Regions from separate parts of the Mus musculus genome. Here regions 1, 2, 3 and 5 are each linked to region 4. A link is a contact called in public ChIA-PET and HiChIP or PLAC-seq data. All regions are on one chromosome and are shown on one strand. The core of a region is the stretch at or near the end of the contact, and the rest is flanking DNA. Distances in the headings are between cores, read along the strand shown. Region 1 overlaps Kidins220 (kinase D-interacting substrate 220). Region 2 holds the start of Kidins220 (kinase D-interacting substrate 220). Region 3 has its middle 32 kb from the start of Gm36441. Region 4 has its middle 61 kb from the start of Gm29835. Region 5 has its middle 11 kb from the start of Gm46343.

Region 1 (5,504 bases), core at 1,393-3,892, 900 kb after region 4:
GCATGACAGGATGACTCCTTCATCCCAGTGAGCGATGCTACAAGCATTTGCCAACTATGGGCTTACCGTGACTACTAACTGTGGTAAAACCCAGAACAGAACAGAACAGAACAGAACAGAACAGAACAGAACAGAACAGAACAGAACAGGTGATGCAGTCACAGCCTTCCTCAGAAGCGTTCACTCAGCAAAACAGATGATAAACCCAGCAACTGACAACCTATGAAATAACTAGGTGAACATTTAACTAAATGTGTCTTTTGGGGGAGCAACAAAAATGGAAGACTAAGCACTAAGATAAGCTTGACAATATCCTTCTTGTAGAGGCTGAGTTTTTAGTTTTTAAAACATAGGGGTCCATGTAGCCTGTTGGCTCTGACTTCCTGATTCTCCTGCCTCCACTTCCAGACTGCTAGGACTACAGATGTAAACCTTCACATCCAACTCACTAAGTTGCCCAGGCTGGCCATGAACTTGAGATCCTCCTGCCTCAGCCCTGTGAGTAGCTTACATTTTGAATCTGTGCCACCAGGCCTGGCTAGCATCAATTATTTAAAGGTATCAACTCAGGTCTCTTTGGAGTCCCTGAAGATGTCTCAACACTCTAAATTCCTTGCTGTGGATTCTGGAGCCCTAAGGCCTCGGATGAGCTGCAGCTCTCTGACACCACTTCACGCCGCTCTGCTCCTCTCACTCCACCCAGGCTGGCACTCTAGCTGTTCTTGGAATCCAGCTCCCAGCCTCTGCAGTTGCTGCTCCTTTTCCTCAGAATGCTTCTCTCAAAGAGCCATGTGAAGTGTGGTTCTAATTTCATTCAGGTCTCTTACTCATTCACAATCTATTCCAGATGCTGAAGTGGGTACTGCGGTTAAGCAGATCAGACAAAGACCCTTGCATGAGGGTCTCCCCTTCCAGAGAACAGACAGACAAAGACAGTATGTGTCAGAAGACAGCTGTTCTATGGAGTAGGAGGAAACATGGAAGGAGGCGGCAGAATCGTTTCGTTTGAGATGCAGGAAGGTCTCATGGAAAAGCTTATAGGTAGGGAAACACCTAAAGAATTGAGAAAACCCACTGCTCAGAATCATGACAGGCCATGTTAATGAAAACTGGTCAAGATACAAAGTTGAGCTCCAAGAACTGTAGTCACGGGCAGCCTAATATTAAAGAGCAAGAGGACACAATGTGTTAACTAGCAACAGTTAGGAGGGAAACCATTGCTACAGCTGCTTGTGGCATCCAGATAAGGATGGAGCCCTGGCCCTGCACGCTCCCTGTAGGAGCCATTGGGGAACCTCAAGTGCAGTCTCCTCGCTGAAGCCCTGAGAAGGGTCTTGGGAAATCTGGGAGGACTGGAGGAAGAACAGCATGGGAGAGGGCAGTGTGCTCTACCAAGGAGCTTTGCTGAGAACAGAAGCAGGGCCAAGGCAGGGGCAGAGCCAGGAGGGGCAGAGCCAGGAGAAGTTCCAGGGAAAGGGAGGTGCTTGAGTGGGAGGGGTGCTATCTTACTTCCTGTTAAATTTCTACCATGCCCAGACCAACTCTGGGCATAAGAAGGATGATAAGACATATTGTCAAGTGAGAATGTCGGTGTTAGCAATAATATCAGGAAACAGTTCCTCTGTCGAACCAGCATTGGAAGATTGAAGTCTCATTTAAAGAGATTTATAACTATAAAATGTTATCTTAGGTATGACCCCCACCTATAATACAGTTTACGTCAGGAGCCCTAAACTTAGTATAAAATGCAATTCCAATTGACAGAGTCAACACTAGGAAACACCAGAAGGTACCAAGCAATACCATGTAAGGAAAGACACACATTCTAGAAGTTAAAATGCAAGTGTGTCTATGACTGCTCTCATGCTAATTAGCCTTAACATACAGAAGAGCAGCGTCCACACAAAGAATTCAGTCATAGCAATAAGCTCCTTTTTGGGGAATGGGGCAGGCTTGGGAGGTTCGAGACAGGGTTTCTCTGTTTAGCTCTGGCTGACCTAGAGTTCACTCTGTAGACCAAGCTTGCCTTGAACCTGATCAAAGATATGCCTGTCTCTGCCTCCAGAGTGTTGAGATTAAAGATGTGGGCCACCACTGCCTAGCTAATAGTCTCCATTGTATTACAAATATTTTTATTCAAATTATCATAGAAAAACTGAAATAATATGGCAGTATATAAAAATCTGAATTTCAGCACAAATATTAATGTGCTCAGTTATATAAATTATATAAATTTAGCCTAAATATAAAGTAAAAGAACTTTAAAATGATGAACTTTTAAGATAAATTCCCAAGTGATATCAGATTGTCAAGTACTATTACAAAAAAGTTACTACTATCATCTACCACTACCAACACAGCTCACACTCAAAGTGCTCTGTTAACGTTAAAACTTATGGTGAGTCTGGGGGTGCAACTCAATAGCACAACATTCACAGAGCTTGCACAAGCCCTGAGTTCAATGCCTACTATCTCAAAACAATATAAACAAAATAAAACTTATTATCTGTCACAGAACTTGAAAAACAAAAGTCACCTGTCACCGAAACAATATTGAGTAACCGTCTCATGGTTTGTGGACTGATGTCACTGAACCAATCCTCAGTAACCAGCAGCTTTGTGAGATCAAAGGACATCTGCCTCGTGATGGTTCTCTGCATCTGCCTTCTGCGGTAAGTATCCTGAAACAACAGCACCAGTGAGAAACACCCATCCTTGAGAGTTAACATGCACGCTTATGGTAAGACCAACAAAACAGACTGCAGAGCCAACTCAGTGGGTAAGAAAAGCAGAATTCACAATATTAACCAAAGAGAAAGATTGCAGGCTAGTCAAGTACAGTCACTTCTGAGGCACTTTCCAGAGCAATGACTCAGTAGAGTTGGCAGGCAGGCATCCCATGTGTTAGAGAAAACGTAATGTCTCAGATAAGAAGTGCACAGAACTCTGTAAAGAAAATCACGGTCAAGCTCCATAAAGCCTCGTACTAGGAGCCATAAAACAATAAAGCAGGTAAGTTCCTTCATGGTTCTAGGGATTCAGCATCTCTATTTTTAGGGTGTTTTAAAGTGTAACACGATTTTATCCCAGGCACAGCCACTCTTAACTTCCCTGGCATTTCCTCAAAGAGTTGAAGGCACCCTGTAGAGTGGGCTGGAGTGGCTAAGGTATCCCACTCCTAAGAGAAGAACACTCCCCCGAGTCCTGACGCATGGGAAAGGTAGATGAAACCATAGGTCCCCAAGAACCTGGGCTGCCAAGAGAGAAATCCAACATGCAGCATCACACACCCCCCTGACCTTGGCGCTATCATTTGTCACTCATATTATCTCTGAATTCATATCCTGCAAAGCATGTGGGCACAAAGCCAAAGACACAAGGTTTAAAAAGTAATGCCCCCCCCCCAAAAAAAAAGCTGGGCGTGGTGGTGCACACCTTTAATCCCAGCACTCAGGAGGTGGATTTCTGAGTTTGAGGCCAGCCTGATCTACAAAGTGAGTTCCAGGACAGCCAGGGCTATACAGAGAAACCCTGTCCCGAAAAACCAAAACCAAAACCAAAACCAAAACAAAACCAAAGTAATGTCCAGATGGTAGCAAACAAGAAAACAGGCAATGCCAGTATGAGCCCACGTCAGCCATCCGTAAGTGACATTATCAGCAAAGCTCCCCTGCCTGTGGACACCTTCCCACTTTACAAGCCTAAATAAATACACCTGGTTTTGCTCTACAAATAAGATGGGTGGACAGAGAGACTGAAGCACTGAACCAGAAACCCAGGGAGACTGGGAAGGGCCCTGAATCACACCTGGGCGTGGAGACTACAATCCAGACCTTGTAAACATTGGGCAAAGAGAAAGAACCTAAAGAGATTAAAAAAAAAAAAAAAAAGTAGGGCCGGCACCTGCTCAGGAACGAACGTGAGGCCACGATCATTTGCTGGCTAGGAAATCTTACTACTTAGGTGCAGAGTCAGCAGTGATCTGGGAAGAGGCTGCGGGGTGGGGGCCTCCTCCCTGATGAAGGTCTTTACCCTCCAGGCAGCTCTGAGGCAGCTGACGCTGAAAGGGAGCTCCGCACCGACCTCAAGAGCTTAGCTTCGTGTTTGCCTTTACAGGAGAACACTAGGCGTTGATTACAGAGAACACTAGGCGTTTACAGAGTACACTAGGCGTTGTTTACAGAGAACACTAGGCATTGTTTACAGAAGAACACTAGGTGCCACAAACTTAATTTTATTTGAATGACTGCTAAAAAAATAAAAATCAGAGTCAGGATATAGCTAAGTGGCAGAATACTTGCCTAGCATGCGGAAGGCTTTGAAAGGCTCAACCCCAACACTCTAAGGAAAATTCAATCACACCATTAAACGGCAGGAATGGCACCTTACCCTTCTGTTGAGGGCCGTTTTGCTACCAAGCTTTGTCATCTCCCCAAGGCTGTTCTGTGAAACTCTTCTGTCAGCATCCTCCTGCACTCCTGGAAGAAAGCATTGGGACAGCACTGTGGTGGTTAAAATGAGTTTCTCCCAGAGCCTCCTGTGTCTGAACACTGGGCCCCACTTGAGGCTGCTGCTTGGGAGGCTTAGGGGATGAGGCTTGCTGCAGGAAGTGTGTCCCTGGAGATGCCTTTTGAGAGTTTGAAGATGTATGCCTTTGTGTTTGCTCTCCGTTTCCTACTTGCAGTGTAAGATGGGAACTCTCAGCTTGCTACTCCAGCCCCACTGCCACGCTTCCCGCCATAACGGTGCTGAATTCTTATCCCTTTGGAGCATAGCTAAATAAACCCCTCCTTCTACAAGCTGCCTTCAAGCTTGAGCACTCTAGGGCTTGATACTTACCTGTTGCTTCTGAGCACGAAATGTCCCCATTTGTTGCTGAAGTTACAAGAAATTTTCTTGCATTGCTAAGCCCACGACTATTAAGGAAAACTGGTAAATGAACTATATTGCGCATATAGTCATGTCCATTTATATTTGAATCACGAAGCACACTATTCAGGTTCTGGTTGATGGCCTTTATAATAATATGTGGATCACTTGCAAAAATGGCAATAAAAGGGCCCTTTGAAAACAGAACTCGGACCTGTGGTAAAAGAAAGGTATGGACGTGATGCGAATTTTTAAATTATACAAGAAATATCTTTTTTAAAATATGTACTATCCTTTGGTGCTATATTTTTAATATCATTCATTTTTTCATCAAAATTTATTCTCTATATATACAACTTTTATAGATGGCTCAATCTTAGATTGCTATCATCTACCCACAGTGACACAACTAACAAAGGGAACTGCTAATGTGGGTTCCTCCCCAGACACCTGCAGCTTACACAGAAGTAAGATCAACACATGGCAATTTCCGGTGAGCACATGTGAGTTCTGCATACTCAGTTAACCACTGTTGTTTATAACAAACCTCAGATCACAGCACTACAAATTCTCCTGGTCCCCTCTGTCCTCTCAGAGGACAAACATGACTGCTGCATACTGAGCCACACTTGTCA
Region 2 (5,699 bases), core at 1,751-4,250, 940 kb after region 4:
CTCCTACCAGTCTCCACTTCACTTTATTCAAGCCATCTTGTGTTTCCATACAAACGTTACCTGACCAGAGCATCCCCAGCCTCTACATATAAAACAGCTCTTGCTTCCCACTACTACCACCATTCCATAACTAGCTTTCTTCAGGATAGTGTTTAGCATGACTCCACGTACCAGTTACTTATTTAGCCTGCTTTCCCTACTCCACCAAAGAGTTCAGTAAGAATCAGGGCTCTGTTCACCACTCAGTTTCTAACAGCTGGAGAAGTGCCTGGTAGTACCATAAGGTAGAACCAACCCAGTGTTGGTAGAATCATGAGTTTGCCCATGTTCATCAACCTGGAATGCCAGCATTTATACTCCCAATAATCCAAAACATATCCTGCATACAAGTGACAGCTATGGCTTCAACGTCCACAATGGCTTAGATATGTGTCTCTTTAAGCTTACAGTCTGTCTCCACGGTTATGTCTTCAGAACCCATTACAGGCCTAGAACAAGAAGGATCTCATGAGGGAATGGTCAAGTTCAGTAACGACATAGACACATAAGGAAGCCTCTTTTGGGTGTCTTTGTCCACAGAGAGGGCCCTTCACCCTCAACAGCATACTCTCTACCATAAGCCGCACACAAGGCTATAACAACAATCTGTACATGTGACACTCAAAAGATAAGCTGGGCCAGTCCAGAATTGGAATTAAAACTGTCCAGGTCAGGGCTGGAGAGATGGCTCGGTGGTTAAGAACACTAACTGGCTGCTCTTCCAGAGGTCCTGAGTTCAATTCCCAGCAACCACATGGTGGCTCACAACTATTGTAATGGTATCTGGTGTCCTCTCCTGGTGTGTCTGAAGAGAGTGACAGTGTACTCATGTAAATGCAATAAATGCATCTTTAAAAACACAACTGTCCAGGCCACGATTGATGCTGTGTAAGTAAAACCACAATCATCAGAGAGTGAGCTTACAGCTATGAACAGAGAAAGTCTCTTCGTCAGTGCGGCCTCAGTGTGGCCCCTGAGACACAGGTCATCAAGCTACCCAGGATTCTGACCTCTCCTCAACCCCAGAAGCCTCCTTTCCCCAAGGTTTCTGCTTGTGCCTTCCAAACATTCAGGAATTCAGTGAAGAAAAATAAAACTGACATTCTTCAACAAAAGCTGGAAAAGGGGATGGCAGGCTCACACGGGATCATATATAGAAAAATATAATTTAGCAGTGCATGCATACACAATATAGACTTAAAAAAAAAAAAAAAGAATCAGAACTCTAGGCACAAGTTAGGGACCAAAACAGACAGCCTACAGGAAAGGAATCAGGCAATTAAAGTGGAAAAGAAATGCAAGACATTACGTTTAACCAAATAGAATTCCCAAAGTTTGAATTTTGGACAGAACAAAATATCCAGAGATAAGGAAAATAATAAACGACCATGTGACTGGGAAAGAAAAACAATGTTAGTGTTGTTGTCATGAACACCAGAGAAAGAGCACCCATGCGTGCAGGGATGGAAGGGAAAGAAAAGAGGAGAGGTGGGAGGAAATGGGAAAGTCTAGGAAAGAAGGCAGCAGGCATTTCGTTACATATGTGTGCCCCTTCCAACCAGCCACCTTAGAATTGATTGGGGCTGTGGGGATACCCTTAAAGAGCTGATAACTAGAGAATGATGTAGTGGCACAGGGGCCTGGGAGGCAGAAGCAGGCTGATCTCTATCAGTTCCAAGCAGACCAGGGCTACATATTAAGAAGACCAGGGAGGGAGAGGAAAAAAAGGAGAAGAGGGGGATGAAGGAGGAGGAGAAAAAGGAGGGAGGGAGGGAGGGAGGGAGGGAGGGAAGGAGGGAAGGTAGAAAAAAATGAAAAAGAGAAAAGAATTTATGGAAACGAGATGCCAAAGATAAATCTGGAAACCATTCTCAGAGTGTTTAAAAGGATTCTCAAACTGGTGTGCAATTATTTGTCTCCTGACCCAAATAGTCCCATTTTTGCAGGCCTGTGGTGAAGCTCAGAAACAAATTTTTAACAAGGACCCCCAAGTCGGTCTGATCAAGTTGACTGACTGTCGTTGTAAAGCTTGAGAACAAAGAACGCACCTTGCCACAGCATTTCCAGTCTTGGCTCTGAACCAGACACCCAACTGCCCTTAAAAATAGATTATGTGTCTTTTCCTTTTACTGTAGACGCTTTGTTTTTTCGTAGCGTCAAAAAGAGAGCGGGGGACTAACCCATCAGAATCACCTCCAAGAGGTTTTTCCTCAGCCACACCCCACACCAAGAAATGGGAAGCTCTGAAAAGCAAAACCGGTGCATTTTTAGCAAGCACCTCTAGGGGGCAGAGAGCTCCACAAACAGTTATTAATGAGAAAATGGTCTAAAATGGTTTAAACGTGAAGACAACCTAGGGAAAAAAAATGTATACAAATCCCCACAAAGCAAACATGGACGCGTTCTATTCGGGGGCTTGCGGGCATCTTGCAAGGCGTTTAAAAGCCTGCACAGGACAATGGGGGCAGTGGGTTCGGCAATTTAGCACAGAAGAAAACAACTTCTCCTCCCTGGAAAGCAAAGCAACCAAGAAGGTAAGGCTCAGGGGCACCGGCTGCGGGACTCACTAAGTGATGGGTGTGACAACAAGGAAAGCGGCCTGGGCCTGGAGTCAGTGCCCACGGGAGAACGCCGCACCGGAGCGCCTGCCTTCCGCGCTTGGCTGCACCGACCTCGCCCGACGCCCGGACGCCCCGCACCCAGCCTCCGATCCCGGCCCCCTCCCCCTCTCCGGTGCCACCGACAGACTCGTCTCCCTTTCCCCTCCCCCCTCCCCCAGCCTCGGACACTGTCGCTCTGCCTCACCCGACCTCTCCGCCTCCGCACTGACCGTGTCACGGCCTGGCCGAAGACGGCGCCCTCAGCTCTGCAGAACAGCGCCGCAGACCTTGTCAGAGGACAAGACGCCAAGAGCACACAGCTATGCCCGCACCACGCCCGGCGGCCATCTTCCTAGGAGTCAGGAACTGACAGGTCACGTGGTCGTGTGGTGGGCGGTGCTCCTTGTGGCCACGCCTCCTGGAGGGGGCAGTGTGGGAGGAGTTGCAGGTGCTGAAGTGGCTTGGACGCCCTTCCCTCTATTTTAAAGGAATGGAAACATTGCTTCTTTGCCTGGTTTGGCTTCAGATGGTTTGGGTTGGGTTAGGTTGGGTTGGGTTGGGTTGGTTTTGATACAGAGTCAAAGTCGCCCAAGCAGGCTTCAAACTTGCTATGTAGCCAAGAATGACCTTTACGCTCCCGATCCTCCTGCCTCCACCTCCCAGCTGACCCAGCTAAATTAGTGTATTTTTCACAGGTGCCCCAGGCAATATTTTTCCCTGTCATTCGCGCTTTTGAAAGTTAATTTATAACCCGTACCTGGCATTATAAGCAATAATTCAGAGAAATAAACAACAATTACAACTTTGGAAGCCATTGCCCACTTTGCAAATGAAAGTCGCTTAGTTCCTCCTTCCAGGGTCCAGAAGTCCGAAATCTGCCTTCTCCATCATCGGAAGAATGCACTGCCTCCGCAGACGTCCATACTGCCTCCTTCCAGCTGAGGACCCCCCGCCCCAACCCCCCAAGGCCCTTCCAGACTTTGCTCTTCCCACCTCTGCAGAAGTATCACCAAATGCTATTAACTGATCCCTGACCACCATCAGCAACCCCATCCTGGCAATATTCCCTTCAAAGGGCCTCCTGACACCCATTTCCTAGTCTTCTTCCAGGCATGGTACTCCTTCCCAGGTTCCACCTACCTTAATTAATTCAGAGTTCCAGAGTTCTGCCCACGGTCAGTCTCATCCCCAATATGGCCGATATTATAGGCTCCCTCCTGATCCATCTCCGGAAGTGAGTGGGACCCCCACAGGAAGTGGAAAGTTATCTCACATATCACCCCATACTGTCTAAGCAGTTCCTGTGTTAATCACTCAGATCTATTTTAAACCTTTTACTCCCCCATGGGCTGCCGACTCTCTCAACTCCTCTCCCTACCCAGAACTCTTCTTATCTGTCAGGACACTAAGCACTTCTCAGTTAAACTCTTCAGTACTGCCCCCCCCATCCGTGGAGCCCGTTCCCCACAGCACCTGGGAGTGAGGCTCTTGGAAGGCGTGCCCTCACAGACCTTGCCCTGTTCTGCCTGCCTTCCCCTTCAAACCCTGCCAGGGCAAACTGGCCAGTATTTTCTGCTAATAGACACACTGGGCTTCGTGGTACACACCTTTGCCCTCAGCACTCAGAAGCAGAGGCAGGGGGAATCTCTGTGAGTTAGAGGCTGGCTGCATAGTGAAACCCTGTCTCAAGAGGAGGAGGAAGAAGAAGAAGATGAAGAAGAGGAAGGAAGGAGAGAAGGGAGGGAAGGGGAGGGAGAATGTTATCAAGGGGTGAGAGAGGTCACTGAAAAGATCTCACTGAAGAGAAATAGCTGCAGAAATGTAGTTCCTGTGCCCTTGGGGGCTACCCCCAGGGGCTCAGCTCACATTTGAGAAAGATTGGCTGAAGGTTCCTGGCCCTAGCCTTCCAACTCATTTCTCATGCAAGTCTCCCAGACCCTCCTTCATGTACCTTTAACTTGTGCAGAGGGACAAGTAGATTAATGGGATGACTTCCACAAGCCAGGAAGCTGGCTTTAGACAGGACCAGGCTCATGCTTTCCTACACAGAGCTCTCTGCCTCCAGCGGGGAAACCAGAATGAGGGGCAAGCACATCCCACTGATTGCCTTTGGTCTCAGACACAAGCCCAGCTCGGCGACCTACCTTTCTTCCCATCATTGAAACCAAATCCCTGCAGACATTCAGGGAGCACACCATTCTTCCCTAGGGCTGATCTGGAAAGCACTGTGGTTAGGAACTGCAGGTTAGGGTACCAGGATGCAGAGTGGGCTCAGTGAGGAGAGGCAAGGGAGGCTGGGAACACATTCCAACAATTATAAAGCCAGCCCCTGCCCTGCCATGGACCAGACAGGTCTGAACAGGAATTGGGGTAAAACTCTCAGACCTTTTCCTTTTAATTATAGGGATAAGGCATTCCTTCCATAAAATAAATTTTTTAATTATTTAAGAATGACTAGATAACATTTTATAAAAGTGATTTTTAGAAGCATTCAAAATGTTGTGGGGATTGGGAGAGATAAGAAGGCAGTGTTTGCAGGGCAGTCCTAGGTGAAGCAGGGTTAATCTACACGTTTCTATCCTCTACCTCCTGCCTCTGAACGGTTACTCTGATTCAGGGGAAAGTTTCATTTTGATAACAAGGATTTGCCAGCCCCTGGTCCCTTCCACGCTATGGACCCTCATACCCAGTCTTGCAATCGAACTACTGCAGAACTAAGGTTTCCTCCTCAGTTTTGTCTCAAAGACATGCCTCTTCCCTTGCTCTCTGGTCTTTCTCTGGTTCATGTAGCCTGCCTAGATCTTTCCAAGAGACACACCCAGTGGGGTTGATTCTGGAATCACTCAACAACCCAAGACTCTGAATCAGCGGCTTTGAGAGTCTGGCTTACCTTCTTGTCATGTGTTTTTATGGAGAAGGAAAAATAGGCATTATCTTTCCACTCCTTGCCACTCTCTCCAACAAGGCTGTAATTTGATCGCCCTCGGGTCCTTTTTCCATAGCATCAGCACCTGGCCTGATGACTTCAACGGTCTAATCTTTCTCTGTGGCTTCAGTTTC
Region 3 (5,906 bases), core at 967-3,466, 680 kb after region 4:
ACACACCCAGCCCCGAACACCCCAGCACTGAGTTACAGATGCACACCACCATGCCCAGCATTTACATTTATGCTGGGGAATCTGAACTCAGATCTTTATGCTTGAGGTCCAAGTCTGGATTCACAACTGGGATATCTTCCAAGCCCCTAAATCAATTTTAATAGCTTTTAAATAGTTTATGTATGTAAATGACAGAATTTATTGTTGATGCCTCTATCTTAGACATTAAAATGGTTTCTTTCCCATACATTTAAAAATGGGAATCAGTGCTCACAGACCTGCCCTGATCCTGAAGTGAACTCCTGGGAGTTAAAGTGCAGAGCTGGGATAGAACATTTCAACAATACCAACTTGCTATCTGAAAAGACATTGCATGTCATGCTGCCTGCTGTCTTTGTCCCCTGTTGGATACAGAGAGTGCTGTAGAGTTCATAATAAAGAAGGGGTCAGGGCTGGAGAGATGGCTCAGAGGTTAAGAGCACTGACTGCTCTTCTGAAGGTCCTGAGTTCAAATCCCAGCAACCACATGGTGGCTCACAATCATCCGTAATGAGATCTGACTCCCTCTTCTGGAGTGTCTGAAGACAGCTACGGTGTACTTACATATAATAAATAAATAAATCTTTAAAGAAAAGAAGGAGGAGGAAGAGGAGGAAGAGGAGGAAGAGGGAAAGGGGAAGGAGGAGGAGGAGAAGGAGGAGAAGGGGGAGAAGGGGGAGAAGGGGGAGAAGGGGGAGAAGGGGGAGAAGGGGGAGAAGGGGGAGAAGGGGGAGAAGGGGGAGAAGGGGGAGAAGGGGGAGAAGGGGGAGAAGGGGGAGAAGGGGGAGAAGGGGGAGAAGGGGGAGAAGGGGGAGAAGAAGAAGAAGAAGAAGAAGAAGAAGAAGAAGAAGAAGAAGAAGAAGAAGAAGAAGAAGAAGAAGAAGAAGAAGAAGAAGAAGAAGAAGAAGAAGAAGAAGACGACTTCTTGTGTTTTGCAGATTGTATCTTGGATATTCTAAGTTTCTAGGCTAATATCACAGCAAAACCTCTCCTGGGCATATACCCAGAAGATGTTCCAACTGGTAATAAGGACACATGCTCTACTATGCTCATTAAGCAGCCTTATTTATAATAGTCAGAAGCTGGAAAGAACCCAGATGTCCCTCAACAGAGGAATGGATACAGAAAATGTGGTACATTTACACAATGGAGTACTACTCCCCGCTATTAAAAACAATGAATTTGTGAAACTCTTGGGCAAATGGATGGATCTGGAAGATATCATCCTGAGTGAGGTAACCCAATCACAAAAGGACTCACTTGATATGCACTCACTGATAAGTGGGTGGTCCTTTTCTTAACTCCTGGGCTTTGGTATGGGACAAGGGATGGGGATGCCAAGGTGTCAGTTGTCAGATCTCAAGCTCACTCCTCACTCACAGCCCAGAGCCCAAACTCCCCCGTGTCCACGGGTGCCCAAGGGCTGAGGAGAACATCATTTAGTGGCTATAAGAGCTTGTGAGCCACTCATTGCACCATACACTGAGGGGGGGTGGGTAACTCAGCGAGATTGAGAAACCTCAGTTTCTGCTTCCTAAATATCTAATTCTTTATTTAAGATTTGGCCTTGTTGCCAGAAATTAGCAAGTGACAATGTATTTTGACTCTTTAAAGTGTGCTGGGAACACATGAATCTACTTTTCCATAAAAGAGATTACTAATCGATACTTAAATTTATGATGGTCAGAAATGATATATAAGACATTTCCACAATGTTAAGACCTCGAGAGTGAGTGAGAGGCTGGAAGATAGCTCAGTGGGTAAAGCGCTTTCTACACAAGATCCCAGAACCTTCGTAAAAGATGGATGCCACAGCACATCTGACCAAAACGCTCCTACAGAGAGACAAGGGGCAGAGACAGGAGCTCATAAGCCAACCAGCATGTGTAGCAAAAAACCACAGAGACCCTGTCTAAAACAAGCTGGAAGGTCCCTGATATGAGTCACATGACACTGTGAGGGTGAGAGAATAAATTAGAAGTCTAAAGAACCCAACTCGTATAACATTACCTGCCTGATTCTTCCTCTTTAAGGACTTACCCAGCCATCTACCAGCAAGCACAGCTACCAACTACCAAATGCATATATTCTTGGCACGCTGTCTTAGACTGTGCAAGCTCTGTGATGTGGGTAATATTGTTTTTCCCATGCAGATGACTTTTTTATTGTGGTAAGAACTCTCAATATGAGATTGCCCGTGTTAACAGACATGCAAGTATTCAGGAAATTGCTGCTCACTGGAGGCCCAATGTCTATAGCTTATACATTCAGCATCAGGGAAACTTCCTGTCTGTTCCCTTCTCTCTCCACTTCCTGGTATCATTCCATTCACTGAGGCCATGAATGTGGCTACTTCCAAATGCCACAAGTACATGAAATCATATAGTGTTTGTTTTCTATGGCTGGCATATTTTACTTAGTAAATGTCCTCAAGGCTTACCCATTCCTTCTTCTTGAGGGCTAAATAATATTCCATCCTTTGTAGATGCTATGTTTTCTTTACACATCTTTCTGTCAGTGGACATTTATTAGGACTGTTTCTACATCTTTCCTATGTAGGCAGTGTGATTAAACCCATTTAACAGATGAGCTAACTGAGAGTCAGAGAAGTCAGGAAGCCCTCAAATTCAAGTACCCTTGTCAAACCGGGTCTTGACTGACTCCCCACCTTCTCCCTGCCTATGGCTTGTATACCTCAAGCATTAGCAGTCACATAGAGGGAAGTTGCCAGAGTCCCCTTTCTCTCTGTTTTACAGGTAGCCTGCAGATCCTGCCAGGCCTGCCTGCAGGTGCTAAATACGAAGGGAGCCAGGCAAGGCTAAGCCATCCTATTTTAAAGGCCCATTTCTACCATTCCACATTATCCTCCTCCAACCTGCAATGAAAACACACAGGGGAGGGGTGTAAAAGTCTTGTGGTGTGTGGCCTGGCCGGGCATGTTTTATACCCACAGGGTCAGTTTCCTTGGGCTGGCAAGTGCTAAGTAGGCTGCTGGCTTCCAGGGATATCCTAGCCAGAGAGAGTAGAGTGGTGAGAGAGGAAACAGTAGCCAATTAGGACAGTTTTACTGCCTGGAGTCCCAGGAGGGGAATCTGGGCCATCCCCGTGGAGAAGGGATTGGCTGGGAAAAGATTCACGAAAAAGGAGGTGCTGCCATGGTGTTAAGACCAGACTGAAGAAAGAAAGAGACCAGTGACCTTGTTAGGCATCTCTGTGTCTCTGTAGGGATGGGTGGACTAAGGCAGTGTGAGTCACCTGGATGACCCACCAGCAGTTCCTCCTGCCCTGAGACGGGAGAGAAGGGTGTACTTACACGTGGATGCAAGGCAGAGAGTACGCTCTTCACCTCAGCACTAAAACACGAACTGAGGAGCTGGGCGAGGAGCCCTTTGGGATTTGTTCCTTCTGGTTGGGAAATGCACCCAGGAAGGTTAGTTAGGAGGGTTCGAATGAAGAATCTCTTGGGTGAGTGTAACCAAACAGCCTTTGCGGTCCCCCTTCCTTGGGAACTTACCGGACTTAACAGGAAGTCCCCTTTACCCAGACCACTTCCCAGCATCAGAAAGAACAGGACATCCTGTCCCCACAGCTCTGCAAGGTCAAATCAACCAGCGGCATCTCTGTCCCCTTTTCTCACCAGAGGCCAGCGCACGGCCTCCTCATCAACATTCTGCCGGCTGGGCGTCGAAGCTGCGGGAACTGAGAAGTAGGTCACCCCACAGGCTAGGAAGGCTGCTGTGTGGTTTCAGCTAACTGGGTTGCTGGAAAGCCCCCCTGCCCACAGTTATCCCCTGAGTCACCACCTCACAGTGGCGAGGCAGCAGGCTGACTCCGTCTGAGCTCAGCTCGCAAGGCTGTGCTGTGTGGGGCATGGGAGGAGTGAAACCCACCTCTGAAACAAAATCCAATAGTATCACCCTTCAAGAGCCTTCCAGAAACCAGCCTTGGTAGAGGAGCACCCGGGGGCACTGTTGGGGAGGACTCTGCCTTTGTCCTAGATCCCCAGTACTCTGACAGATCTAAGCACTTGGGCCACAGGAGCTGGAAGCAGAAGTGGCCCAAAGGTCTGGGAGGTTTCAGGGGACACAGGTCAGGTGTACAGAGAGAGAAGCCTGGGACCAGAGGACATCAGGGTAAGAGCCACCCGTAGCTAGGTGGCAGTTGTTTAGATCCCTATGCAGAGTCAGAACAAGGGAGGAGGGTAGTGCAGTATTCACCCTCTTTTTCACCTTCTTTGGCCCCGTGTGTTTTTTGTTTGGTTGATTTTGGAGGTTTTGGGTGGGTTTTTTTTTGTTTGCTTGCTTGCTTTTTTTTTTTTTTTTTTTGGTTTTGGTTTTGGTTTTTTGGTTTTGTTTTCATTAATTTATTTATTTACTTTACATCCCAATGGAAGTTTCCCCATCCCCCTCTTCTCTCAGTCCCTCCCTCTCAACGCCCCTCCCCTCACCCTCCCCCCTTTCTCCTTAGAGAAGGGGAGCCTTCCCTTGGATATTATCCCACCTTGATATATCAAGTTCTAATAGGACTCGGTGCATTTTATTCTAGTGGGGCTAGGCAAGGCAGTCCAGTTAGTGGGGAAGGGATCCAAAGGCAGACAACAGAGTCAGTGACAGCCCCTGCTCCTGCTGTTAGGGGTCCCACATGAAGACCAAGTTGCACATCTGTTACATATGTGCAGGGGGCCTAGGTCTGACCTGTGTACGCTCTGTGGTTGGTGATTCAGTCTCAGTGAGCCCCGATAAGGCTCGTGTGTCTTGCTAAGGAGGTGGCATTGTACCTGAAGACACTGGAGCCGGTCTGGGTATTTTCTGGTGGAAAATTATGACCAGATATCTACTTTAGAAAGATGCCTCTGGGGCTGGGCAGTCCATTCAATCAGTAAAGCACTTGCAAGATCCGAATTAGATCTTCATAGCCCATGTAAAAGAAAAGGCATGTGGCATGGCTCCCATTCATAATCCCCATATTGGGTAGACAGAGACAGGCAGATTTCTGGGACTTCCTATCAGTCAACCTAGCCTACTTGGAGAATTCCAAGCCAGTGAGAGACCTTCTTTCAATAAAAAGAAGTAGACAGAACCTAAGAAATGACACTCAAGTTTGTCCACTGCTGGGAACAAGCATCTACAAGTATCAACACACACACACACTAAATATACACAAACACACTCACACACACACACTCATACACACACATCTAAGGAACCCATTAGGAGGAGAGTGACTCAGGACAGAGATTGCTTGGAGGGACACAAACGCACCCAACAGATGACAGTGTGAGGGAAACGGGAGAGGCAGAATGTCTGATGAGCTGAGAATGATTTGGTCTGCACATAATATCTGCTGTGTGTCCCTGGGTACGTGACCTACCTTCATCATCTTGCCCAATCTCTCCAGTTCCCTGATATGGGGCCTGAACTTGTCCACTTGATGGGAAGGGGATGAGACACAAAAGGCATCAGATCCCAGAGCTGGGGAATGCGGATTGAGGGTAACTGCTCCCAGAATCTCTTGCTAACCCCAGCCTGGCACACCCAGCTTCAAGAGTCAGCCAGAAGATCTGGATGGGTGGCATGATTAGACACAGGCAAGGGGTATATCAGAAAGAAAGTCTCGGCAGACATACCCAGAGGAACATTCAAGGCATTGTTACCCTGTAAACTTTCTGTAGTATATTCTAGAATGTTCTACATTTCTATTGCTGTCCAAGAGAATGCCCAAATGCACTCACTATTGCTACGTGTGCTTGAAATATGGCTATTGGGAATTTCAACTTTTATTTTATTATCATTAACTTAAACTTGAGCCATTACCTGTGGTGAGTTGGTGGCCAGGCTAGCCAAGGAAGATCAGTTTTGGAGCCAACA
Region 4 (5,291 bases), core at 880-3,379:
TGTATTATCGTTTTTCTCCTAGCTATGCGGTTTGAATAAAGGATACAGGATGAGACTCACTGATATATTGAAAATAGATCCAGTTTTCACTAAGTCTAGACTTCTAGCCCCATGAATCTCATTTAGCTCACAAAGAAGTTAGTGCTCAAACAATCCCTATTCTGCTTAGGCGTGTTCTATCAGGCAGTGTGGGGTTGATTTGGCTTGCCTAGGTGGTCTGTATTATTTGGTGTATTTAATTCAAAAGTTTGTGGTGAACAACCTAAGTTAAATAATGCATCAAAAACAGTGTACTTTTCTAAAGATGCTATATTCTTCATTAATTCAGCGAGCAAATACCACCCCATCTGAGAGCAGGTACCTCTAGCAGATGGAACTGAGGTAGTAAACTAAGCGTATCAGTAGCACAGGCAAGCTGGAGGACGCTAACTGCCTGAGTTATTTTTGGGCGGTTCAGCAGATTTCTTCTTTCCATAATAAGTGAATTTTTCTCCACAGAATTTTAAATTTAACTGATTTTTCCCCTCCACAAAATAAAGTTATTCCAAAAAGGAATGTTCATTAACTCTGTACCATGAGTTACTTTTGTGATCAAACTCCAGAAAGAGGAAAAGGTCAAAGGTCAGTTTTTAAATTATGTCTACCACTCTTTGGTCTAGAGGATGCTTAGAAGGATCACAACATAAAAAGTTCACCTATTCTATATAGAAATGACAACTGGTCCAGCCCCTTTTCCTGTGGCAATATAAAATGCAACCCTTCTCCAAAATGAGTAAGAGGAAGTATATTCTGAGAGAAATATGAGTGGCTACAACCCAGGATATTCCAAATAAAATATTCTACCACAGAGGCAGTTACATGCAAATTTTATATTCACAGATCAAAAGAAAGTCATAAATCAAGGTGATTACCAAATACATTGGTGTAAAATACCAGGTAGGTATGGCACACCAAAACAGGGAAGTCTCTGATATGGACCTCAAATGTTTTCTGATAATGTTCTTAGCTGTGGTCTTAGTAGAGGCCATTAGTCTGCTAAGTTAATATATTTCAAAGGTTTACTTGATAATCAAAAGGATGTTAGGCCGTATACAAGGGCTGCCCATAAATAGCTATTAAGGGAACTAAGGATAAGCCAAGGCTGGCTCTCAGTCAGCAGCATCCTGTGTTCTAGAGAAAGGAAGCCCTAACAATCAACCAGTCATCTCCAGGATCTTGCTCTTGGGTGTGGCTGAATCAGGGAACTTCACTGCACACCCCAAGTTAACAAATGATGGTGACACTGGCTTCCTCCAAAGTCAACCCCATTTTGTCACCTAATCATCAGCATTAACCGCTGCAGGAAGCTGCTCTTTGTATGAGTTGTAAGACTTCTGAATTGGGATCTTCCTTACTTGCTTATTGCTGTGGTAAGATCTCACGACCAAGGCAAAGGTAAGAAGAGAATGTGTCAGAGATTGAAGGAGCTCACTTCCCCAGGAGTCCTTCCTGCTTTCACTGTTGAGAGTGAACCAAGAGCAACAGGTGTCAGGAGCCCAAAGCTGTGGCCACTTAAAGCCCTTTGTCTCCATCTTGACTTCTGCCCTGAGTGGGCACAGAAGAGTAGAGGGAGAGAGAATAACGAAGAGCTTCCTGGGAAGAGGATGTGCCCTCCACAGTGACTCTGCTCTCATCTCCACTGCACAGAAACCAGCAGGATTGCCTTTCAGCTGAGACCCCCACATCCTGTGAAGGGTTCAGCAAACCTCAGATCCAGTTTCACTTTACATAGCTTGAACTACAGACAGAAAGTTCTAGAAACGGTTTGTAGTTTTAAAACAACTTTTATTGTAGTATATCATGATAAACATTCTAATTCGTTAGTGGCTATCATTGATCTTTCTCTTCGAGAGCCTAATTAGTTCATCATTTGTAAAAAACAAAACCAAACAAAACCAAACAAAACCAAACAAAAACAAAAACAAAACATTTAGTCAGTACAGAGCTCCATCTTGATTTGTTTTTAGAAGTGGTCACTAGCTATTTCTTTTACTTTGGTGTTTGTTTGAATGAGGAAGGGTTTCAGAGACAGTTAGGGGGTTCTGCTCCATGTAGCTCAGTCATGAAACCCCAGGCAGTGAGGAAATGTAGCCCCTGCTGATACCAGGAGTGCAGCCCCACAGTTACACACATGCATTTCCTTATGCTTATTCACACTCAGTTGTTCCTCTCTTCTTCATTCGTACCAGGAACTTCCTGAGAGGAAGAAAGCCCCATCTGACTCTAGAGGTGAGGGCAGCACTGATACACTTGCCCTTAATGAATGAGTCAAGGAGAAAGCTGGGCCTGGACACACAGCCTTGTGATTCCAACTACTGGAAGGAATACCCAATTACTGAGGGTAAAAGTTCAAAGCCTGCATGAGATTGTAGAGATCAAGGACTTTAGTGAGAGATGTCTCAAAATAAAAGCGGGTAAACTATTGGCTACTGACAGTCTTCAGATGTATGCTCACTGTTGAGCCCACCGGCTCCAATGAATAACTTCAAACCTGTGGTCACAGGCAGCCAAAACCCAGAAGACATGAATGTGGGAAAGGAATTTTTCAGAGCGACATAGGGGAGAGTTGGGGGTAAGGCTCATCAGAATGCATTATATCCATGCATCAAATTGTCAAAGGACCATTTTAATTAAAAGAGTAACTATTTCTGATGTCTGATCCTGAAAGACTTGAAAGGAATTGTGTGATTTGTCATGACTCTTAGCAGCACATGCTGAGCTGAGCTGAGCTGTTAGCTGGGTGGTCACGGCAGATTTGGCATACATCCCTGTGCTCCTGGCTGCAAAGGTGACCCAGAAACCTTTCTGTTCTGCAGCTCCAGTCCTGCAAGTGACAGTCCTGTAGCACTGTTGACAAAGTCCCATCACCCAGGTTTTACACTTAACAAGGATTTCAACCCTCCCACCCCCAGCTAAGACAGGAAAGGAATCGTGTAGTCTACTTTTGAAGAAGTTATCTCCAAAGCAAAAGCTACACAGACTCTTCCACACAGTAAATCCAAAAATGACTCCCCACCATATGAAATGGACATTCAGTGGTGACCCTTTGAGAGGACAGAGTCCAAATTGTCTTTGAAAATAAGTAAAACAGTCATCAAACCAGCCATTATGCTGAAAGCTGAAAATCTGGACAGCTCATCTTATGGCAAGCACTGTCCCATTTCAGTTCCAACCCAGAGATTCTGAGCACTGCCTGGGTGAGTAAACAGCTCATTCATTTCCCCGCCACACCCCTAATATCATCAGCGTTCCATTATCATCTGAATGATGGCTGGTGGTAAGGTCGTAGCTATGGCATGAAAGATTCGTTCACGATACGTATGTTTTTGTATTAGGGAGATATTTAACAAGAGAGAAAGGAAACTCATCTCAGACTCCCTGGCACTCCGGTAGAAGCCCACTGCTGTGTAATACATTATGTATTCTGGAACTACTGTTGCTGCTTCAGCAGTGTGCTGGCCACCGCACACCCTCTTATGGAAGCCAGATGCAACATAGGGATCAAATGGGCCTGCTCTGGAAGGGAGACAGCACTAACTGGGAAGTAGAAATGGCAGCAGTGCTGTGAAGGCCATTTCTCCTCCATGGTTATGGAAGATGAGCCTACACACTATGCCCTTCCAATTTCAGTGGGTCATGCGAGCCTGGGGTGGTGCAGTTTCTATAGAGCACAAGAAAGGAGACAAGGAATGAGACTAAGCTCCATAGGGTAATTGAGTTCACTGCCTCTGACTTGGGAAGCCTTTATTTATTTATTTATTTTCAACTATTAAAGCAATTCCTGGTATAGAGTCTTTTTTTTTAATTAGGTATTTTCCTCATTTATATTTCCAATGCTATCCCAAAATACCCTCCCTCCCACTCCCCTACCCACCCACTCCCACTTTTTGGCCCTGGGGTTCCCCTGTACTGGGGCATATAAAGTTTGTGTGTCCAATGGGCCTCTCTTTCCAGTGATGGCCGACTAGGCCATCTTTTGATACATATGCAGCTAGAGTTAAGAGCTCCGGGGTACTGGTTAGTTCATAATGTTGTTTCATCTATAGGGTTGCAGATCCCTTTAGCTCCTTGGGTACTTTCTCTAGCTCCTCCATTGGGGGCCCTGTGATCCATCCCATAGCTGACTGTGAGCATCCACTTATGTGTTTGCCAGGCACCGGCATAGCCTCACAAGAGAGAGCTATATCAGCGTCCTTTCAGCAAAATCTTGCTAGTGTATGCAATGGTGTCAGCGTTTGGAAGCTGATTATGGGATGGAACCCTGGATATGGCAGTCTCTAGATGGTCCATCCTTTTGTCTCAGCTCCAAACTTTGTCTCTGTAACTCCTTCCATGGATGCTTTGTTCCCAATTCTAAGAAGGAGCAAAGTGTCTACACTTTGGTCTTTGTTCTTCTTGAGTTTCATGTGTTTTGCAAATTGTAACTTATATCTTGGGTATTCTAAGTTTCTGGGCTAATATCCACTTATCTGTGAGTACATATCATTTGAGTTCGGAGGATCCCGCAATACCTCTCCTGGGCATATAACCAGAAGATGTTCCAACTAGTAAGAAGGGCACGTACTCCATTATGTTCAAAGCAGCCTTATTTATAATAGCCAGAAGCTGGAAAGAACCCAGATGCCCCTCAACAGAGGAATGGGTACAGAAAATGTGGTACATTTACACAATGGAGTACTATTCAGCTATTAAAAAGAATGAATTTATGAAATTCCTAGGCAAATTTTTGGGAAGCCTTTATAAAAGCTGCAAAGCATCTAAGCTTACAGCCCATTGGAGGCAAGATACTGTGCTAACATCAAGATCTGCCCACTGGATAATGCAAGATAGTTTCTGTGCCTTCAGTGGCATTTACAAGAAATTGATTAAACAGAAAGTATCTTCATATGTAAAGCATAGAATAAAAGAAAGCAGGCTCAATCTCAGAAGAGCTGGGCAATTTTAGGCAAGAGAGCTCTGCCCAGTGTAATTAGCTCTGAATAACTAAGACAACAAAGGTTATGTCCAACTGCTGTGGCTTCACATTAGTCACTCCTAGAGGAGAGTTATTGTGACCACTTCATACCTTGGCAAGTGAGCATGGCCCAATTCTTATAGTCACAGGCAAAGATAATAGTCACTTCTACACAAAGTCTCATATTCAGTTCCCAGAAAAAGTATTGATAATGTCCTACAAACTTAAAGTCCAGAGGCATGTAAATTTAATGTGTTCAGAGCAGAATTTTTACGACACTTTGTGATGAAATTTGTAA
Region 5 (5,729 bases), core at 173-2,672, 600 kb after region 4:
GATGAGAGCTGGCTACATCCTTCAAAAGTACGTGGAGGACATGTTTCCTGAAATTTTAGTGCTGAGCTTTGATGCTGTTCATTGTTCCGAAGAAGCTCAATGTCAGACCAAGTGGATGGTGGAGCTCATCACAGAGCATGTGCCGTAGTTTACAATGCTCAAGGCTCTGGGAAAGAAGGAAAGGAGGAGAGGGAAAGAGAAGCAGGGAGAGAGGGAAGGAAGGAAGGATCTCTACCCACCCCTATAGTGCCCTCTGAAGCGAGCTACTTTGTTTTGCCAACTAAAGGACAGAAGGGTCATGGTTTATTGCCTTTCTAGCCCTTCAGACATGTTCTTCCAAAAGGTATATACTCAAAAAATGTTGGTATCCATTAGGGAATGTTTTTCCCCACAAGGCCACATCCCAGTTTTGAGTCAGACATAGGGGGAATGCACTAGGTGTCTAAGGTTGGAACTCTCAGAGCTTTTTGCAAGGCTTCTTGTTTCTTTTTATTGAGGTTTTAACTTACAAAGAAACATTGCTCCTTGTAAAGAAATGATACAGACGCAAGCCAAGTAAGCATTAGCAATCTTTCCTTCCTTGCCCTCAGGTTCCATATGAGCTAGCCCACACTAAACCTGCTTACTCTGCACCCTCCCTGTCCTTCAGGGCACTACAGCCCTATAGGAATGGCAAGGTAGGAAATAATTCCACAAATTGTTTAATTTATAATCCTGATTGGAGAAGTCCCTGGTTACCAGTGGACCCCAGTTAATAAATATTTTTTTAATTTTCTAATGAATAAGTATAGTATTTGCTAAGAAAATGAGAAAACAGATGGCAATAGAAGACCATCCCTAGCATCTGGCCATGGTCAGATCCTTGGCACTCTACCTCATGTGTGCCAGGAATGTCTTCTGCGTTATTTAACACAACCCATGTAAAACACTATATATTCCTTGGAATTATTCCCTTTGACTAAAGTTTCCAGCCTTCATAAGCAGTAAAACAAAACCTTGACTCTGTGAACTTTGAGAGAAGGTGGCCTTCACTACCCAGCCGGTGTCTCCATATTTCCCTCCTTCAAGTTCAAGACTGATTCTGTAGATTTGAGAATGAGCAAGACAGAGCACAAGGGTAGCTGGATGCAGGCAGTACACACCTGAGGATCAATTCAGATTTGAGGATGACTGTAATCTCTAGCGTAAATAATTTCTGATGGTCTGGGCTCCATCATTTCCTCCATGACGCTGCTGGAATGGTCATACCTTGCCCCTGCTTCCAGTGCATTCTTAAAGAAAAATCTGTCTGCTACTAAAGCCATCTTGGACTCTCTCATTGTTTGAGAGCACAGGCCATCACAGTGAAGAAGGCATAGCAGCAGGAGCCTGAGGATGCTCACTGCATGTCAGCAGACCAGGAAACACAGCAGAACAGGAAGTGAGGCTCAGCTATAAACCTCAAGGCCCATCTCCCACTTCCTCCAGCTAGGCTCCACTTCCCACAGGCTCTATAACCTGTCAAAACAGTAACAGCTGGGAACCAAGCTAGGTACAAGAGCCCATGGGGGACATTTTACACCTAAAACATAACACCACCCAGTGGAAATTAAGCCAGGGTCTGTGTTAGCCATGCAAGGGCGACTTTTCCCATTCACACCGCCCACCTTCCTTTATTGCCCATTTTCCTTTTCTGTCATCTGGATCCAGTCAATTTTTCATGGTTAGAATGAAACATTTTAAGCACAAAGTCCTTCTAAAGTCAAACTATTCTATGAACTTTTTAATGACTTCTATATTTATCGCACCTGGTTTTTCTAATTACTTAATGATTCTAAAATTAATATGTATCATGAAGGGCTGTTTTATCTTCCTAGGGGAGAAGATAAAAACTATAGAAGAAAATGTGTCAGTGTGTATATGAACAAAGGGAAATAGGTCACATGGAAGAAATCACGAGATGTATTACATTCTGTTCTTATTTAAAAAAAAAAAAACCACTTCATTTTGTTTCTCTAATCACATAAAAGACTGGCATTAGGGTTTCTTGATTTAAGGATAAGAACAAAGTATGTATCTAGCACAGCAAAAGAGATTCTCTGCCTCTACTAGGAACCATGGGTTTGTAGATACATGTAACCAGAGCTATGAACGTGCTGACATCAATTTATCTCGGCTGGATGTGTGCAGCTTTTTAGAGATAAGTAAATATGAATAAGCATGTCCATCAACTGTGACACCAAGAATGGGGCATATAAAATTATTCAGTAAAAGACATAACATTAGGCAAGCCACAGAGGTACAGATGTGTGGTGTGGTCTATTATAAATAAGAGAAGGGAAGGAAACAGGGAAAGCAGGTAAGAGACCAGGGGTGCAGAAGAGAAGGGGCTAAGGTGTGAGAAATAATCAGAAAGAGATGCAGCCAAGATGGTGAGAAGAAGTATGATAAACTCACAATGGAGGTCGGGGGGTGGGGTGCTGAAAAGGTGACATTTGAGCTGAGGATCTGAGTCCCAGAAAGAACACCCTAGACTGAGGGTGTCCTGTGTCACTACAGGAAGAATAAGCATAGCCCCCTCAGAAACAGAAAAGAATCAGGGCATGGAATCAGAGAGCCTGTCAGCTGGAGGACACAGAGATGGAGAGGGAAGCCACACAACAAATCCCACACAGCATTTCAGGGCATAGGAGGGATACTGAGTTTTTATTGTTGCAATGCAAACTTATTAAAGATTTTAAGCAAAGGACATGCATATTTTAGAAGGTCACCCTGAATATTTCTGCAGGAAGTTTAGAGGGCCTGACTGGATGTAGGAAGACTCCGTAAGCTCAAGAGATCCTGAGAGTAAACCAGGAAATATCTGGCATGGCATGGCTCACAGTAGTGACATTAGAAACTCTGAGGATGCTGAGCTGGACAGGTGCATTGGAAGTAAAGCTAAGAAGAGCTGGGCTAGAGCTGATGTGAAGGATAAGAAACATCATGAACTTGGGACCTCTGGATGATGCTTCTGAATAGATGATGGAGCCAGTAAATGCCTGTGTACAGTGAAGAAGGCATCACAGAGCTGTGGAGGTGAGATCCTATGTGCTCTAAAGTGAAAGATGGATTTGCAAACATGAAACTTCTTGGCAGTCAGAAGGAGAGGTCTCCTTAAGCCCATGATGCAGAGACAAGGTGAGGTCTCTAAAATACTACCTACGTCTTTTCAGAGAGAACTTGAAGTTCAGACCAGAGGTGCTCTGAAAAAGCATCGCAAGTCAGTCATGCACTGAGAACACAGCCCTGTTCTCAGGTCTGGGCTTTCTGCATCACACTGTACAGAAAAAAAAGGAGGAACAGAGCATAGTGTGGTCCTAAGAATAACCTGAAACAAGTGCCTGTGAATCTGTGTAAGTGTCTTCCTTGTGATACAGCTTGCCAGGAGACCATCATCCCTCAGGTGAACTTAGAAACAAGTATCTATGAAAACCGTGTCAGGCTCCAGAATAGACAAAAACTAAACAGAGACTATTCTTTGTCTTGCCAAATTGTTCCAAGTTATGGCTCACTTTCCTTATGTGTGAATCATTTTACACCTATAAGTTATAGAAAATTTACCTTTATATTAAAAAAATACCTGAGTCATATCCATAGGCACGCAAATTATGCTTGGGGTCATGTGCCATGGCTTTTTGAGCAGTTCATAACTATTTGTAAATTCCCTCTAATGATTCTGTCTGTCTGTCTATCTATCTATCTGTCTCTCTCTCTCTCTCTCTCTCTCTCTCTCTCTGTGTGTGTGTGTGTGTGTGTGTGTGTGTGTGTATGTGTGTGTGTCTGCATGCATGTATTGGATTCTTTTTTAAATTAGTTGCAGCCTCCTATTGGTCCTTTGATTAATGAGTTGAACTAAAGCTTCATTTTTATTTTCAGGTATCCATTTGTATTTATAGGAATCACAACTTTAATCTTTTTGAAAACTGTCCTAAATATGTCAATTTCAAATACAATTTTTAAATATTCCTTCAAATTTTGAATCATTTGGAAAAGGAATGACTTCAACCCCAGAAACCAACTTTGGCATTTCAGAGACATAAGTCAACCTTCCAGCCAGTGAGGACTGAAAGATTTTGGCCTTGAATGGTCTGAAGACAAACCAAGGACAATGTGGCATGCAAATCTCAGTCTATGGGCTTTGAATTTCCCAGAACTGAATGCCAAAGACTGTTTGCCACCTACTCCCTCCCCCAGCTGCAGTCACAGCCACACACTTTGTTGGGGGTAGATAGATACCATCATTTCAAACATCCCTTCTTCATTCAGGGAAGATTCCCTGGAGGGACAGTGAATATTTTGTATTGAACATAAGCAAACAGCCTCTCCCCATGGTATGAAAAAGTGGTATTGAAATAGAGCTTCACAGATTCATAAGAGAATGCAGACACTGAAAATGAAGGTCACTCAAAAGGACCAGAAGCCAGCCCCAAGGCCTTTGAGAGAAAACTCCGTGGGTTCCAAAGAGGAAGACACTAGAGAGTCACTGAGAGCCAGGTGTCAACTCGGGCTCAATCTAAAGCCTGAAGCCCACTGTGGTGGCTCTCACATATCCTACATATACAGCCGGGTCAAACTGCTATAAGGGTAGTTTCTCCAGATACCTCCTCTGAGTATAGCCCCAATACTGAGCCCTACTTCAGGTAAAACTTAAGACCTGAAAGAACTGTATCTTTGTGTAGTCACTATGGGCTATCATCTTTATCTCTACAGGAACGGAGAACATGGGACCTCAGCTGCTTGGTACTGTGGCCACTGTGGAGCTGTGCAGGACCATCTACATCCAAGAGTGACACCCAGCAGGAGGGATACACAACTACATCACAAGGCATGAGATGCTTTCCCCTTATGGCTTAACATTGACTGAACCTTCGTGTTGAGGGACCAACTCCCATCCACAAGTGTGCATTCATATCATGGAAGACCTTCAAGAGAGTACTCTGCAAGGGTGTATGTGAGTGGAATACATTTATTAGAAGTATGAAAGTAATATTACCACATTTTTATCTCAAGAGGCTGAACCGGTTACACTAGTTTTTCCTCTAATCAAATTTTGTATTACATTCTCACTGTACCTCAGGCAAGAAAAGTCAAAAACCCAGAAATAGAAGCCATGATTAAATATTCCAATCACCTTCCAGCTGCTTCAGCTATAGCTTTGCCCTTCCTGAAGGACAGAGGAGACAAGAGGGGGCAGAAAGTACCATGGGACACTGGTAAGCGGGGAAGATTTGACCCAGGAACCAGATCCTATCGGGTCAGAATCCCTAGTCCCTGAAACTCCTAAGAGCCTGAGATTCAAGCCACCTCCCAGCAAGAAGAGCAGGACTCAGGGACACTCTAGGAGTGGCCATAAGACTTAAAGCGAAATATCAGTTCTGGAAAGCAGTGAAGGTCCCCAGTGTCCACAGAGCTTCTGAAGACCAAATGGTAAGGCCACGAGGAAGCCTTTGCTAATTTCTATAAAGAAAGGTAGAAAGGAAACCGCATTAAGCCAGCCCTTCAGATAGGTGAGGGGTGAGCTCAGACAGAACCCCCAAAATAGACCCGGGTGGCTCCTAAGTCAGCTTTCACTTCCACCAGACCTGGAGTTGCACTTCCAGACAGGCCCGGTGGTTGTTGGAAGGGCCCACAGTGGTGAGTTGTGACTCAAGCTTCTCCAGCCACTCACTGCCACCTGTAACCACAGTCAGGTTAGTAGAGGAAGTTCC

What was found. ChIA-PET counts read pairs in DNA pulled down with a chosen protein or histone mark. HiChIP or PLAC-seq counts read pairs in DNA pulled down with a chosen protein or histone mark.
Region 1: a contact with region 4 is called in an RNA polymerase II ChIA-PET map of memory CD8 T cells, with 10 read pairs. The contact joins two enhancer-like sites. A contact is called at or near these places in 1 of 484 Hi-C or Micro-C datasets (nephron progenitors) and 2 of 115 datasets of contacts at active chromatin or transcription factors (large pre-B cells and memory CD8 T cells).
Region 2: an H3K27ac HiChIP or PLAC-seq map of large pre-B cells shows a contact between it and region 4, with 3 times the contacts expected there. The contact joins the promoter of Kidins220 here to the enhancer-like site in region 4. A contact is called at or near these places in 3 of 39 promoter capture datasets (the C10 cell line, cranial neural crest and pre-B cells) and 2 of 115 datasets of contacts at active chromatin or transcription factors (bone marrow-derived macrophages and large pre-B cells).
Region 3: a contact with region 4 is called in an RNA polymerase II ChIA-PET map of effector CD8 T cells, with 7 read pairs. The contact joins two enhancer-like sites. A contact is called at or near these places in 3 of 115 datasets of contacts at active chromatin or transcription factors (acute myeloid leukemia, effector CD8 T cells and large pre-B cells).
Region 5: a contact with region 4 is called in an RNA polymerase II ChIA-PET map of memory CD8 T cells, with 6 read pairs. The contact joins two enhancer-like sites. A contact is called at or near these places in 3 of 115 datasets of contacts at active chromatin or transcription factors (CD8 T cells, acute myeloid leukemia and memory CD8 T cells).

What each region holds. Positions count from the first base shown.
Region 1 is chr12:25,010,474-25,015,977 of GRCm38.p6, reverse strand. Kidins220 (kinase D-interacting substrate 220) reads right to left here. Exons shown (of 32, transcript NM_001081378.1): 19 at 4,840-5,083; 20 at 4,390-4,478; 21 at 2,537-2,681. Among named protein-coding and RNA genes, the nearest start is that of Gm36236, 38 kb to the right of the region's middle. Within about 2 kb of position 2,642, at least 89 of the 459 cell types and tissues checked have an H3K27ac peak or open chromatin away from gene starts, as enhancers often do. A contact at or near this core is called in memory CD8 T cells, where this site is marked.
Region 2 is chr12:24,972,233-24,977,931 of GRCm38.p6, reverse strand. It overlaps Kidins220 (kinase D-interacting substrate 220), which reads right to left and starts at 3,000. Exons shown (of 32, transcript NM_001081378.1): 1 at 2,870-3,000. Gm36236 (a long non-coding RNA gene) reads left to right here and starts at 2,335. Exons shown (of 2, transcript XR_381341.3): 1 at 2,335-2,573; 2 at 2,819-5,699.
Region 3 is chr12:25,238,156-25,244,061 of GRCm38.p6, reverse strand. No RefSeq gene overlaps it. Among named protein-coding and RNA genes, the nearest start is that of Gm36441, 32 kb to the right of the region's middle. Within about 2 kb of position 2,216, at least 106 of the 459 cell types and tissues checked have an H3K27ac peak or open chromatin away from gene starts, as enhancers often do. A contact at or near this core is called in effector CD8 T cells, where this site is marked.
Region 4 is chr12:25,915,074-25,920,364 of GRCm38.p6, reverse strand. No RefSeq gene overlaps it. Among named protein-coding and RNA genes, the nearest start is that of Gm29835, 61 kb to the left of the region's middle. Within about 2 kb of position 2,129, at least 26 of the 459 cell types and tissues checked have an H3K27ac peak or open chromatin away from gene starts, as enhancers often do. A contact at or near this core is called in CD8 T cells, effector CD8 T cells and memory CD8 T cells, where this site is marked.
Region 5 is chr12:25,311,869-25,317,597 of GRCm38.p6, reverse strand. No RefSeq gene overlaps it. Among named protein-coding and RNA genes, the nearest start is that of Gm46343, 11 kb to the right of the region's middle. Within about 2 kb of position 1,422, at least 46 of the 459 cell types and tissues checked have an H3K27ac peak or open chromatin away from gene starts, as enhancers often do. A contact at or near this core is called in CD8 T cells and memory CD8 T cells, where this site is marked.